Regions from separate parts of the Mus musculus genome. Here regions 1 and 2 are each linked to region 3. Evidence: chromatin contacts called from public ChIA-PET and promoter capture Hi-C data. All regions are on one chromosome and are shown on one strand. Each heading gives the region's core, a stretch centred on a gene start, on an enhancer-like site or on the middle of the called end of the contact. The rest is flanking DNA. Distances are from core to core; before and after follow the strand shown.

The links. ChIA-PET counts read pairs in DNA pulled down with a chosen protein or histone mark. Capture Hi-C pulls out chosen DNA fragments and counts their contacts.
Region 1: a contact with region 3 is called in an RNA polymerase II ChIA-PET map of memory CD8 T cells, with 229 read pairs. The contact joins the enhancer-like site here to the promoter of Inpp4a in region 3. A contact is called at or near these places in 5 of 39 promoter capture datasets (the HPC-7 cell line, HPC-7-derived erythroid cells, hippocampal neurons and 2 more), 3 of 484 Hi-C or Micro-C datasets (natural killer cells, neutrophils and pre-megakaryocyte-erythroid progenitors), 7 of 115 datasets of contacts at active chromatin or transcription factors (CD8 T cells, bone marrow-derived macrophages, double positive thymocytes and 4 more) and 3 of 9 other capture datasets (adipose tissue, liver and pancreatic islet).
Region 2: a promoter capture Hi-C map of adipose tissue shows a contact between it and region 3, with 2.6 times the contacts expected there. The contact joins the promoter of Mgat4a here to the promoter of Inpp4a in region 3. A contact is called at or near these places in 5 of 39 promoter capture datasets (the HPC-7 cell line, embryonic stem cells, pre-B cells and 1 more), 6 of 484 Hi-C or Micro-C datasets (CD4 T cells, CD8 T cells, embryonic stem cells and 1 more), 5 of 115 datasets of contacts at active chromatin or transcription factors (bone marrow-derived macrophages, effector CD8 T cells, embryonic stem cells and 1 more) and 3 of 9 other capture datasets (adipose tissue, liver and macrophages).

The regions. Positions count from the first base shown.
Region 1 is chr1:37,475,913-37,479,944 of GRCm38.p6, reverse strand. The region is part of intron 5 of Mgat4a (mannoside acetylglucosaminyltransferase 4, isoenzyme A); the gene reads left to right. Among named protein-coding and RNA genes, the nearest start is that of Gm39627, 26 kb to the left of the region's middle. Within about 2 kb of position 1,369, at least 101 of the 459 cell types and tissues checked have an H3K27ac peak or open chromatin away from gene starts, as enhancers often do. A contact at or near this core is called in CD8 T cells, the HPC-7 cell line, adipose tissue and 7 more, where this site is marked.
Region 2 is chr1:37,538,782-37,543,251 of GRCm38.p6, reverse strand. Mgat4a (mannoside acetylglucosaminyltransferase 4, isoenzyme A) reads left to right here and starts at 2,236. Exons shown (of 16, transcript NM_173870.3): 1 at 2,236-2,287.
Region 3 is chr1:37,298,518-37,302,736 of GRCm38.p6, reverse strand. It overlaps Inpp4a (inositol polyphosphate-4-phosphatase, type I), which reads right to left and starts at 2,899. Exons shown (of 26, transcript NM_030266.4): 1 at 2,619-2,899.

The sequences.
Region 1 (4,032 bases), core at 120-2,619, 180 kb before region 3:
GCGTTTGGCTTCAGGGTGAGATGGCTGTGTGGTGCTGTGTGACGCTGCCCCTGCTCTGTTAGGTTTGTCCCGCTTTCTACACCGGTTTGGTGTATTCCCTTCCCTTCTTCTCTTCATATCCTGTTTTGGCTTCATGCTGCAGTTATCAGTGTTCGGCAAACACTGTTGTCCTTTGGATGTTCTTCCTCCTGTCTTGATTGAGAAAAACTCAGCTAAGCTTCTCCTACAACTGTCCCATAGACTGTCAGGGTTAGTTTTTGTCAACTTGAAACAAACTTATGTACTTGGAAGTAGGAACCGGAGTTGGTAGGTTTGCGTCCATCCAGTTGACCTGTGGACATGTATGTGGGTGCATTTTTCTTGATTATTTAGTGATGTAAGAGAGCCCTGCCCACTGTGATCCTCCTGAAAATGGTCATACTTTTAACTTTTACATTATGACTATGCCCCATTGAGTTAGCTTCTGTCGAGGTATAAGGTAATGTGAAAGTTCCGACCATCACCCATTCATTAACCCAGTTGCTCGTGTTGAGAGAACACTGTGAACACCGTGACCTCTCTGACATATTTATTGAAAATTCAGTGACTGTTAGGTGTGTGTGTTTCCTGTTGTATTTCATTATCTGGATTTGGAGCTAAACCTCATGCCAGCACTTCACCGCCTCCTGTAGGTTGGTGGGAAGTACTGACGCCGCCGCACAGTCTGGTCCTACAGTTTTGGTCTGCTCAGGATTGCTTCAGACGTTGAAGCCCTTTGTGTTTCCAAACACCTTCAGAATCATTGCAGTGACGTCTCTATGGCAACATCTTCAGTTGAGTGTGGTTTTCTTTGTTCTTTTCCTTAAGGCAATGGTCAAGTCATTGACTGCAAGTTTCTTTTCCTTCGTCCTCTCCGTCCCCTCACCTCCCTCTGTCCTCTCTCTTCTCTCAGTGAGTTTGTTGATAGACTCTACTCAGAAACCTTTTTTCTTATTACTTTGTATTCTACTTGTATTTTTATGAGTCACTGAGGGTATGGGCTTTTAGGCTACTGGCTGACAGGGGATAAAGCTGTGTTCTAGGCACCTGGGCGATAATTATATTACTACTTCTACTACTACTATTTTACAAAAATAAACTTGCCAACTTTCCTTCAGCCACAGAGCTCTTCTTGCTTGTCACCTCTGGTCATGAGACAAAGCCATGCCCTCGAGAGTCTGGGAATTTCAGTTGTTAATATTTCAGAGTGAAGCGGGTGGTTCTTGTATCTGCGTCTCATTGATAACGGTTGTGTGATTTCCAGGAAGGAACTTGGGGACGCCTGCTGACTGTCTTAACCACTCCAAAGCTTTCTAAGGCTCAGTCTTTCCTGTTAGATTCTCACTTTGTGTGCTTTGGGTGAGGTTAGTCGCCTGTGCAGTTTTAAACCTTTCCTCCCCTGAAGTACATGAGGCATATTGCCAGCCTCAGCCACGGCTCTCACTCACTGGAATTATGTTTTCTCAGACTCTTTCTCTTGTTGAATGAGTGTTTATTGAAGTACCACTGTGAAGCAGGTGCTGGGGACAATGACAGATAAATTCCCCGATCTGAAATTTGTACAAGAGTATTTCTTTCTGTCACGATGGCTCTCTGTTTTCGGGGGGAGATTAACTCCTAATTTGATGTACAGATTGCTGAGCAGTCCGTGCAGCACTACCGTTGGCTCTCCGATATCTATCCTGGCTGTGAATGTCTGTCCTGGCTCCATTCCCTGAGTTCTGTTTGCATTTTTTCACCTCTGAGACCTCAGAAGTCTTGGGGCTCAGGGTAGCTGGCAGGAGGAGGAGACACAGACCCTGTGACTCTGTCTTGTCTCTGTGGCATTCACAGCCACAGTTCTTTCAGTTTTGCTTTTCTGCTGCTTTGTTCCTAAAAAGATGCACGCAGAGATGATGGGTGGGGTTTTTTTTTTCTTTAGCAATGTAAGCAATTCAAAGCTATAAGCTCCCTCTAAGAACCATGTTAACTATATCTCAAGTTCTTTTTTTTTTTTAAGCTTAAAGAGAAGGAGGGTGGATGTGAATGACTATGAATGGGAGTGTGCACCACATGTGTGGTACCCGCAGGGGCCAGAAGTGGCAGATCGCCCCAGAGCTGGAGTTATAGGTGATGGTTGTGAGCTGCCTGGTATAGTTGCCAGGAACCAAACACAGGTCCCCTGCAAGAGCAGTCACTGCTCTTAACTGCTGAGCCATCTCCCCAGCCCCTGCACCCCATACATGCCCCCTGGTTTTCTCATTCAGATCAGAATACTTTCTAAGTTCCTATGTAATTTTTTCCCTTGACCCATGGGTTACGTAGAAATGTGTTTTTACATTCTTACCTATTTGAGAATTTCTCACAATCCCCACTGTTAACCAATCTCCACTTCAAACCCTCTGTAGTCAGAGAACACCATTTACGTGGTGGTGTCCCTTTCAGCCTTCTCAGTACTCGTTTGTTGGCTTCTGTGCTTCATGTGCGCCCAGAGGAAATGGATCCTGCCTGTATGCTTGCATGACATATTTTCATAGAGGTGTTTAGTAGGTTGAGTTGGTAAAATTACTAGAGTTTAGGGTTAAAGTTTTGTCTTCAGAGTCCCAGTGGGCTAGCCTCGGCTACACATCCAGATGATCATTGATGGGCTAGCCTCAACCACACCTCCAGATTATTGTTGATGAGAACAGAGAAAGGACTTTGCTTCAGTCAACACGGCCATGTGAGACAGAACAATTGAAGGGCTTCAGGACCCAAAGTCTGTCTCCAGGGCCTGATAGAACTTGGAGATTTGGTAGAAACGAGAAACAGAAGGGGCTCTGGAGTTTGCTTGACAGACTGTCAGGAAATCTGGTTCAGGCCAATGCTCTGAGATCTGTGTGTCTCAGTTCTGAATCTGCAAAGCATTCCTTCCATCCCTGTCATCATTTGAGGGGGCAGTCTGGTTTCTGGGTATGATTGCTCCTGCCATGGGGTTCAGCCTCAGCCTCTGAAATAGTTGCCTCCAATTGAGGGGTGATTTGCCCTGTGATTAGGGGGAAGTTTTAGTCCAATCATAAAGATACTCGTTGATCAGTTCTGTGTCTTCTGATGTCGAATGTAGCTGCTAAGAGGAGGAGTCAGGAGGAAAAGTAGTTAAAGCAGCAGGATAGAGCCAGAAAGGGGCCAGAATGGGGCCAGAAAGGGGCCAGAAAGGGGTCAGAAAGGGGCCACAATGGGGCAGGTGGGGAGGGAGGCTGGAGCCGGAGCTTCTACAGTGTGGAAGGCGCTCTGCCCTGTATCTGTACTAATCTAGTCGGTTGTCTGGATTTTAAACGGTGCGTGACCATACTTGGGCATCAGTAGTATCTTGGCCTGTTGCTTTTCAGCAGCTAAACCCTTAAGATATTTATATACATGTTAGTTATAAATCATATAGATGATGACTGAAAATGTATTTATTTCATATCCCATGGAGTTCAGTCATGATCCAACAAGAAAGGAGGTGGGTACGTTAGGGAGTAAAATACAACCTGTCCATAGAAGACTCGCATGACAGGTGCTTGGGAGCTCCTTGGAAGATGAGGGTCAGGGAAAGGAAGAAAGGGAAACGATGCGTGGCCACCATGGAGTAGGTTTATTGGCACAGAGGTCATAGGGCAAGGACATGTGACCACAGCATTCCTGAGATGTTCAGGAGGAAGCTGGTGAGTGGCTGGAGCTCAGTAGGGGGCGGTCGAGAAGAATAGGATGAAGGAACATGGGACTTTAGGTCACCACACAGCTCTACTTTTGCTCCAAGTCGAGGGGGCTGGCAGGTAATTTTTTTTTGTAATAACCAATGGTAAATATTTTCAGTTTTGTGAGTCATTCGGTCTATGTCAGAACTATTAAAATCTCCGTGTTCAGCCTGCAACTATCTGTGGATCGTATACAGTGAGGGTTATGATCATGTTCTAAGGAAGTATAGGACAGTGGGCCGGGGTCAGGCTTGCTGAATATCTCGCTCCAACATGGACAGCTCCTTGAAAGTTCCAAGCAGAGAAGCCACTTGAC
Region 2 (4,470 bases), core at 987-3,486, 240 kb before region 3:
CCTTCTGCCAGATGAAGGGCAATGAAGAATGAAAAAGGCATCCCTCTACCTCTTTGTGTTTTTAATGGCTCAGCCTTTAAAGGCTCCTGCTGTGGAGCCTGACCACCTGAGTTTAATCCCTAGTTCTCTACAGCACAAACTCCCACAAGTTGCCCCCTGCCCTCTGTGTGAGTGCCTTGGCATGCTTGTGACCCCACACTGAATAAATGCACAGAAGATATTATAAAAGGTCTTCAATTCATGGATGTCTATTGCTTCTTTTAACTTCTGATGTTTCCCTGTTTACAGAGTCTGAATATGTACTCTTCCTGAAGGTACCACTCCAGTCCGTACCCACATCGTATCTTTTCCTTTTTCTCCTCTCATCTGACCTTGATCTTTGCTTAGAAAATGTCTGTGAACACTCTCATTCCCTTCCTTTACCAGGGGGGAAAAAATAGAGAAAGCGGAAATAGGTCTTTTTAAGATTCATTCAGTCATCCGATAGCTGGTGGGTTGCTAAAGGTGAAAATGGAAACAGAGAAGCAGAAGTCTCTGAATTAAGGAGAATTGGGTTTAATCGCGGTTAGTTGCCTAAATAACTATTTGTATCCATGAAATTCTCTAGTTTCTCTCTGTATAACATTGGGATATCGGAAAAATGACTGTCTGTGTTGCTCAGTCTTTTAGCTGACCCTAACATAGCTCAAGGGCTGTTTCTCTCCTGTCGAGTATTTTCTTCCTCTGCTTGAAGCTGTGAACTGATCTGACACTCAGAACAGTAGAAAGGTAGCAAGGCCTGGTGTGTCTATGCTGACAGGAGAATTAGCAATTCACCCCAACCGTGTTTCAGACGCTGTGTCTGGTAGGGGTTCCATCTATAGTGCTTGTGTCCATCTTGAAGTCTAGTGCTGGGTTGCTAACTGTCAATGTTTTAGGCACAGTTATACAGGGAATTTAGCTCTATTTCCCCCCAAAGTAGAAAGCAAAGCTGCCACTGGGTTTATCATGCTTCTCCCATACCCCGGCTGGTGCAGAGCTGGGGGAAGAAGACTGTGAGCCTCTTTTGGGATTTTGAAAACAGCTTAGGAACAACGGAGAGAAATCTCACCACAGGAGAGCTGAGAAACCTATAAATATAATAGCTAATTATTAAACACTTAATTTTGAGACAAAAAAAAAACGTCCCCCCCAAAAACAAAAACCCCTCATTCCGATGTTGTATACTAGAGTTTTCTATTTTTGAATTACTGTCGTCTTCTGATCCAGATATTTATTGCCTTGGTGTTTGCCAGGAACAAGGCTGTTTCCTAGTTTTTTGATTTCTTGTATGTCTTTGCAGTGTTGTTGGGAGGATTATGGTAACAGGGAGGACAGACACATCTCTTATCTTATTAGCTCTGTAACCACAGGTAAACTCTTTAACCTTTTAAGCTCATCTGTGAGAAATGGGGATTAACATATATGATAAGCAATTAAAGATTTGCCGGGATTATGGTAAGAAGCAATTAAAGATCTTAATATATGCCAGGCTTGATAGCTAACAGATAACGTGCACAGGGGCAGGCCACTCACGTTTTCTATAGATGTCCATCCATTTCGATCTGAAACCAGTTTTAAACTTTAAGAAATGGTCATCTGACACGTGCTCAAGAGAGAAGGGAAGACTAACACTGCATAGTAGAAAAATCGGGGACATTAGCACTGAGTGGTGTGCCTTTAAACCCTAGTCATATTTGTTGCTTCTAGTTGCTCCAAATGGTCCTCCCTGCGTCTCTGCCTCCTCCTGGAAGCTGGAGGATAACGATGCTCCTCACTGATGCTGGCAGTGTAATGCTTGGAACAGCGGGCCTTGGAAGCTATGGTTGGATTAGAGCCAGGACCTGTCACCGCGCCTGGACCGCCAGAAGATGGGACCCAGAGCTAGGAGGAAAGGCCATGGTGACCAGGTTGTATTCCGTGGGCTCACTGGGGCCTTTGTTGCCTCCCGAGGTTGCATGCGCTCAGGCCGGAGGGTACAAGCCAGATGTGGCGGCTGCGCTCCAGCCCCGGCCGCAACACCGATGCAAAAAGGGGCTGGGGAGAAATATATAGGCTGCTCTATTGCGCCGTTGAGTGACAGGCTGGCCGGCCACTGGCAGCGGCGGCGGGGCGCTTAGGGAAGTGGCGGCCAATGGCTGGCGGGAACTGGGGCGGGGGCTGGGCAGGGGCTGTCCCTGGCGAGGGCGGGGCGCGCGGCCCGCGGCGGCGGAGGCGGCTCCAGCAGCGACGCCGGCGGCCGCGGCAGAAGCGCCCTGGCCCGCGGCAGGTGAGGAGCGCGGGGCGCCGGGCAGGGGGCGGCCAGGAGGAGTACGGCGGGGTCCGCGGAACACCCACCTGCTGGTGGCTGAGGCGGGGCGTCCCGAGGCCGCCGTCCGATCGCGCGCGCACCGGGCCTCGGAACCGGGAGCGGGGCGCGGGCCGGCCGCCCTCCGCGCCTCGCCGCAGCCGCAGCCCCTCGGTGCTGCGCTCCTTCCCGGTGGTTGGCCTGGAGCCTCGGGCGGTCCCGGAGCACCGGGAAAGTGCAGTGCTGTGTGCGCGTGCACCGAGACCAAGAGTTGCGGGCAGGATCCCGCGACTGGAGGGTTGGAAGGCTGGAGGGTTGGAGGGCTGGGGGGCTGGGGGGCTGGAGGTGGCGCCGCCGCGGGGCAGGTAGGGCGGGGGCCGCTTGCCTGCGGGGAACTAAGATGTTCCGGGAGGTACGGGGGGAGCGAGCCCGGATTCCTCCCAGGCCTGGGTTTCCTCCATCCCATGGAAGCGGCGAGTGGGATCCCCTCCCCGACCTCAGGTGGGGTCTCGGACCCCTCCAGGTGTGACAGGTGATGTCTGGAAGGCTTGGCGTTAAGTGGTGGCAGTGGTACGCTTCCCGCGCCCGCTTTTATTTCTCTAAGCGTTGTGATCTCAGGAGCGGGTTCACGGCTTACATTTAGAATTCGGAAATAGCTGTAGATGGTATGTTATCTTCTTCGAGCCTGCCATCTATTTTGCTGTTGTGCTTTTTGCTGCCGACAAATTATTTAGTAAAAGATAAAAGAATGACATGGTTATTCACTTGAATGTAAAAATCTAAATTTAGAATCATGTAACACGCGCTCTGTGGTTCAGGCTCCTTTCTCTTCCAAATGCTTAAAGAATAGTTTTACTAACAGGTTATGGTGACATAGGTTCCATTAACCCCTGAGTGTAAATCATAACACATACTAGACAATGAAATTATGTAAGCTGTATAAAAGAAATATTTATGTTCTCTAAGTGGAAAGGGCATGAGTTTTTCATAATTGCGGTTTATAAAGTTGTGCAGGCTTACGTCATGGTGTTCATTGATCCGGGGTGTCATGAATCGTGCCTCTTGTTCTTTCAGGCACCTCTGTTTTGTCTGTGGGATGCTGATGAAGGACTCTACCAAATGTTAACCAAAGTGTTCTTAGCCGTGGAACATATGGGATATTTCAGAGAACACTTTAAAAACTTAATTAAAAAAAAAAAACAAACCCAGATGCAAGATTGTTAAATCTATTAACAAAACATATTCCTCATTCTGCGGTTTAGAGTTGAAGCCTCTTTTGGAGGATGGAGGAATGGCTAGTTACGTAGTCATTTTTTTGTTCAAAGACTTGGTTGTTATCAATTAATATAGCCAGGACAGTCTTAAGGTAAGGGCGGTAGATAAGTATTCACATATGTGGCCTCGGACACAAATGTAGGTCACCTGTGTCTAACGAGCCAGCCTCAAGCTGCCTGGGGTGGTTTAAGGGTACGAGGTGTGTTCTGTTTCCTCCTCTCTGGAGATTTCATTCACGTGTGCTTCACGATGAAGCTTAGTTTGGAAAACCCTGGTGTAAAATGAATAGCTGCATTCCGGTGGAGTGTAACACTCCTCCTCCTTTTGAGATGTCAGAACTTATTAGTAGAATTCCCTAACCGTATCTTCCCTAAAATGGGGTTTGCTAACTTCTTAGGCCCAGTATTTAATACTCCATATGCTTCTGGGGTATTATGGATGGCTAATCTATAGCATTTATACTTTTATATAGGCTTCATTTGTATGTAATAAAACAACTTCTCTCTCTCTCTCTCTCTCTCTCTCTCTCTCTCTCTCTCTCTCTCTCTTTGTTGTTGTTTCTTGAAACAGGATTTCTCTGTGTAGCCTTGGCTGTCCTGGAACTTGCTCTGTAGACCAGACTGGCCTCGAACTCATAGATATCTGTCTGTCTTTGCCTCCCAAGTGCTTGCATTAATGGCATGGGCCACCACCACTTAGCTTAATAAAAACTTTTTTTTTTAAAGATTTATATATTTATTATGTATATAGCACTCTGCTTGCATGTATCCCTACAGGCCAGAAGAGGGCATCAGATCTCATTACAGATGGTTGTGAGCCGCCATGTGGTTGCTGGGAATTGAACTCAGGCCTTCTGGAAGAGCAGACAGTGCTCTTAACTGCTGAGCAAT
Region 3 (4,219 bases), core at 1,650-4,149:
CATGGGGAAATAGCATAATCAGGATGCATGATGTGACATTCCCAAAGAACCAAGGAGAAAATATTGAAAAATAATAAATTTAAATAAAATTTAAAAGGAAGAAAATTTATCTAGAAATATTTAGAGGTACAGGGTACTCAGCATCAAGTTATGATTAAGTTATTAAAAAAATAGCAGGGAAGTTGTGGTATACATCTTTAATCCCAGAACTTGGGAGGCAGAGACAGGCGGAGCTCTGAGTTCAAGGCCATTCTGGTTACAGAGTGAGTTCCAGGACAGCCAGGGCTCCACAGAGAAACCCTGTCTCGAAGCCTCATCCCACCCCTACCCCCCATGAGAGCATGACCACTAGAGAAAGGTCACAGAGGCACAGCGAGATGCTAACATTTGGAGAATATGGACCCAGGGCACCAAAAGTAGTTCCTATCAGTTAAGAGAGCGGGGATCAGTCCAGGGGTTTCTGGGGACTGGTTTGTGAGAGCCTTTTCCTTTTTAAGCACAGAGAGACAAGCATAGTGAAGCAGACCTGCAAGGAGTGAATAGTGTCTCCCTAACACATGCTCTGCTCAGAGCCTCTGCCCCAGGACCAGTCTCTTGCTCATCAATCAAGTTCTGCAAAAGAAGCAGGAGATAATCCAGCTTTCTCCACTGTTTACAGAGTCAGCCTCCTGACACCATCAAGTAGTTGATGATGCTGAGAACTTCTCTGGAAATGGAGGCTAAGGAGGAGTTTTTCACTAAAAAGCCAAACTAAGAAAAAAATAGCCTCGATGGAAAGTTTCCCCTCCACTCTGAGGTCTCTCTGAGACGCTAAACCATAGGGTGGTGATGGAAGTTACTGGTCCCCAGCGCTCCCTAGTCCCTTCCTTTGGTGCATTCAGGGGCTGGCTGAGAATTCTCCTGGGTAGGCAGCTGGAAAGAGTGAATAATTCTTTACCACACACTTTCTACTTCTCCAGGGTCAGGTCATTGATACAAAGCTTCTGTGTCATTTCCTTAAGGTGATTTTAGCCAACCAATATTGATTTTAACAGCAATACTACAAAGTATCCAGTTTCCAAAACAATGGAATAAACTATTACAATGTATCTCCTAAACCGAGTCTGCCTGGGGGCCTAAGCAGATTCTGAAAGGAACAGTAGCTAGACCAAGTCAAGTAGCTAAGGAAGGATGACAAATGTTCTCACTGTAGGAACACAGTCCTCTGGTTTCTCTGTATTTACCCAACATCCACTCCGGTAAGCCCAGTCTTTAAAGACGACCATCCTAGTGACTTTGACTCTTCTACATCATGTTGACAAGACACAGGGAACACACCTCCAGGCAACGGTGTTCACATGTAGTGCCACCCAGGAAACAGCATTTCAATCTCCTGATACCACCACAGGTACAGACCAATACACAGACCTCCTCGAATGAAAGAACTGAATTTTCGAAGAGAAACCTTTTGTCAAAGCAGTCCTCAAACAAGGGCCCTAGTCCAGATCCAAAGAAAAATTCCGTCTTCACCCAACAACCAGGCTAAGTAGGACAACCTATAGCTGTTCACTGCCTGACACTGGCAATTAGATTTCAAAACAAACGCAGCTAATGAGGTTCTGTTTACACCTCTTACTGATGAGGGTCTTGAGAACCTGAGTTAGCAAGTGACAAAACCTTCAGGATTCACACCCAGATCAACCAGCTGTGTGATGTCCCAGCCCTGTGATGTCCCCATTGTCCACACAACCCACCCGGGGAACAGGAGTGAACGAAGCAGAATATTACTGCAACACCCCAACTTCCGTACCACCCCACCCCCATCCCCTTGGCCCAGAGGCCCTAACTGGCAGGTGACAAATCACATTCTACTCTTAGGCAATCTCTCAACATCAAACACATTAAGAGGCAAAGATTTACAACGGCCAATACTTACTTCCTTCTTACCCAGAGAGACATTTTCATGAGCTGTCAAATCCAGGCAGGAGGAACCCACCATTATGTAATGTCAGAGGGCAGGAGAGAAGGGGCAAGAGAAACCAAGGCCCATCAACACTCCTTCCCTTCGCCCACAAAGATATATATTTGTGTCTGACATTTTGAGTGTTTCCGTGGCCTACACATTCATGACTGGCTTTGCAAAAGACGACCACGGATCCCTGCAAACCTCTCAGGCCTCAATTAGCTTATTAGGAAAGCCAGAAGAATATAAAATACATAAAGCAAAGGTGAGGGAGATCCTGTCCTGGCCGATGCGCGAACAGAAAATGCTCAAAGAGTTGCGAGGACGTAGAGTCCGTGTCTCCCACCAACATGTATGTTTATTTTTACCCGGTGTGTTGACACCCGAGATACCGCGAGGCCTTCAGCGTCGGATGCCTATGGGATACAGCAGAGATGCAGCCGGCGGGCGCGTTGTATAGCATCGCACGGCTCCCCGAGAAGCCCGCGGCAAGGGGACCGCAAGTCTAGGATCGCGCTCCAAAGACGCGGCCAGCGAACCGCTAGGCTGTACCACTGCCATGACAACCGCGGGCGCCACCGGGCCGGGTTCCCAGTGTCTCCAGCTCCCAGCCGCCCAGCCCACTCCGCTAAGCCCGGCACACCGGACCTGGCACGGCCCAGCTCGGCCCACCTACCTGGCGCGCCCCGGCCCGGACACTTGCTCAGCCTTGGCCTCTGTCCTCCAGGCCGCACACCCCGGCCTCGGCCCCGCTGGTTGCTGTCCGGTCCTGAAGACCGGCCGGGATTTGTTTCCTGGCCGCCTCACTCCGGCCGGTGGCGTCCACCCCAGACCCGAACCCGCCGTCCCCGCGCAGCCCGAATCCTGCCACCGCCTTCTCTCAGAACACAGCGCACAACCCCGCCCCGGTTCCGCCCCCTCACCGCGCATGCGCGCCCCACTCCCCGACCGCCGCCCTGCCCCCTCCCTCCCTGGCTCCGCCCCTAGGAAGCCGCACCTCCCAAAAGGTCACACCCTCTTATGTGACGTCACCCAGGAGTGGGAGTTTTTCCACCTTCACATGCCCTGAGGCTTCTGCCCAGAGAACAAGCGATTCTAGAAAAACGCTGGAGGTCGGAAGTGCAGGTGTAGCTGATCCATCACTCAGTGGGCGTGGCCACCAACAAACTGTAGTCTTTTGAACTTCCTTCCAGACCTAGTCTACCCAAAAGATAACGGACCTTAACACTTCCTCCTCAAAATTCTATTTTTCTATAGGGAAGAAGACCAATCAGGACTTTCGGAGATACATTTTTTTTTATTTTATTACTTATTTATTTCCACTGAGACAGGGGCTCCCTGCCTCTGATCGTTTTTAACTTTATTGTAACGTTAACATTTCTACCTGATGAGGGGAAACTTAAATGGACAAACAAAAACATTTTTCAGGTTTTTTTACACCTCATTTGTCTGGTTTTTTTTTTGCTTGTTCTGTTTCGTTTTGGGTTGTTTTTTTTTTTTTTTGAACAGGGTAATCCAGGTTGGTCACCCACTCACTAGCTGCCCTTCGTGTTATTCATGTTCCTGCCACTGCCTCCTAAAGGCTGAGAGTACAGGTATGCACCACCACACCCACTTTTATCTTCTAAAGAGTAACTTATTACCAAATGCTTATCTTTTATTAATCAGATGAAGGGGAGAAAATATTGATTGAACCTTAACCCTAAGGCCAAAAGCCAAAAAACTCAAACATGCTTAGAAAAATTAAAAATATTGTCCTTATTTCATCTTCTAAAATTCAAGTGACTGATATACCTGATTTTCTTACGGTAAAATTAATAGAAATCCCCCTTTCAATCTCAAAAGCATTCTCCTATGAGATAATAAATTTTATGGTCAGAGTCTTAATTTGCTTTCTCTCTTCCTGGGTTAAACCACTGGCCAAAAACGACTTGGAGAGGAAAAGGCTTATTTGGCTTACAGGCTACAAGTCCATGATCAGGCAGGAACTCAAGACAAAAACCTAGAGGCAGGAATGGAAGCAAAAGCCAGGAGCGAAAGTTACTTGTTGGTGTGCTCTCCATGGCCTGCTTAGCCTGCTATTTAGATAACTCAGGACCACCTGCCTGGGGTGGCACCACCCACATTAGGTCTTGCCCTTCCACATCAACCATTAAGAAAATGCCCCACAGGGTGCCTACATTGCAATTTGATCCAGGTATTTTCTCAACTGAGGTTCCCTCTTTTCAGATGATTCTAGCTTGTGTCCACCTAACAACAACAACAACAAAAAGCTAG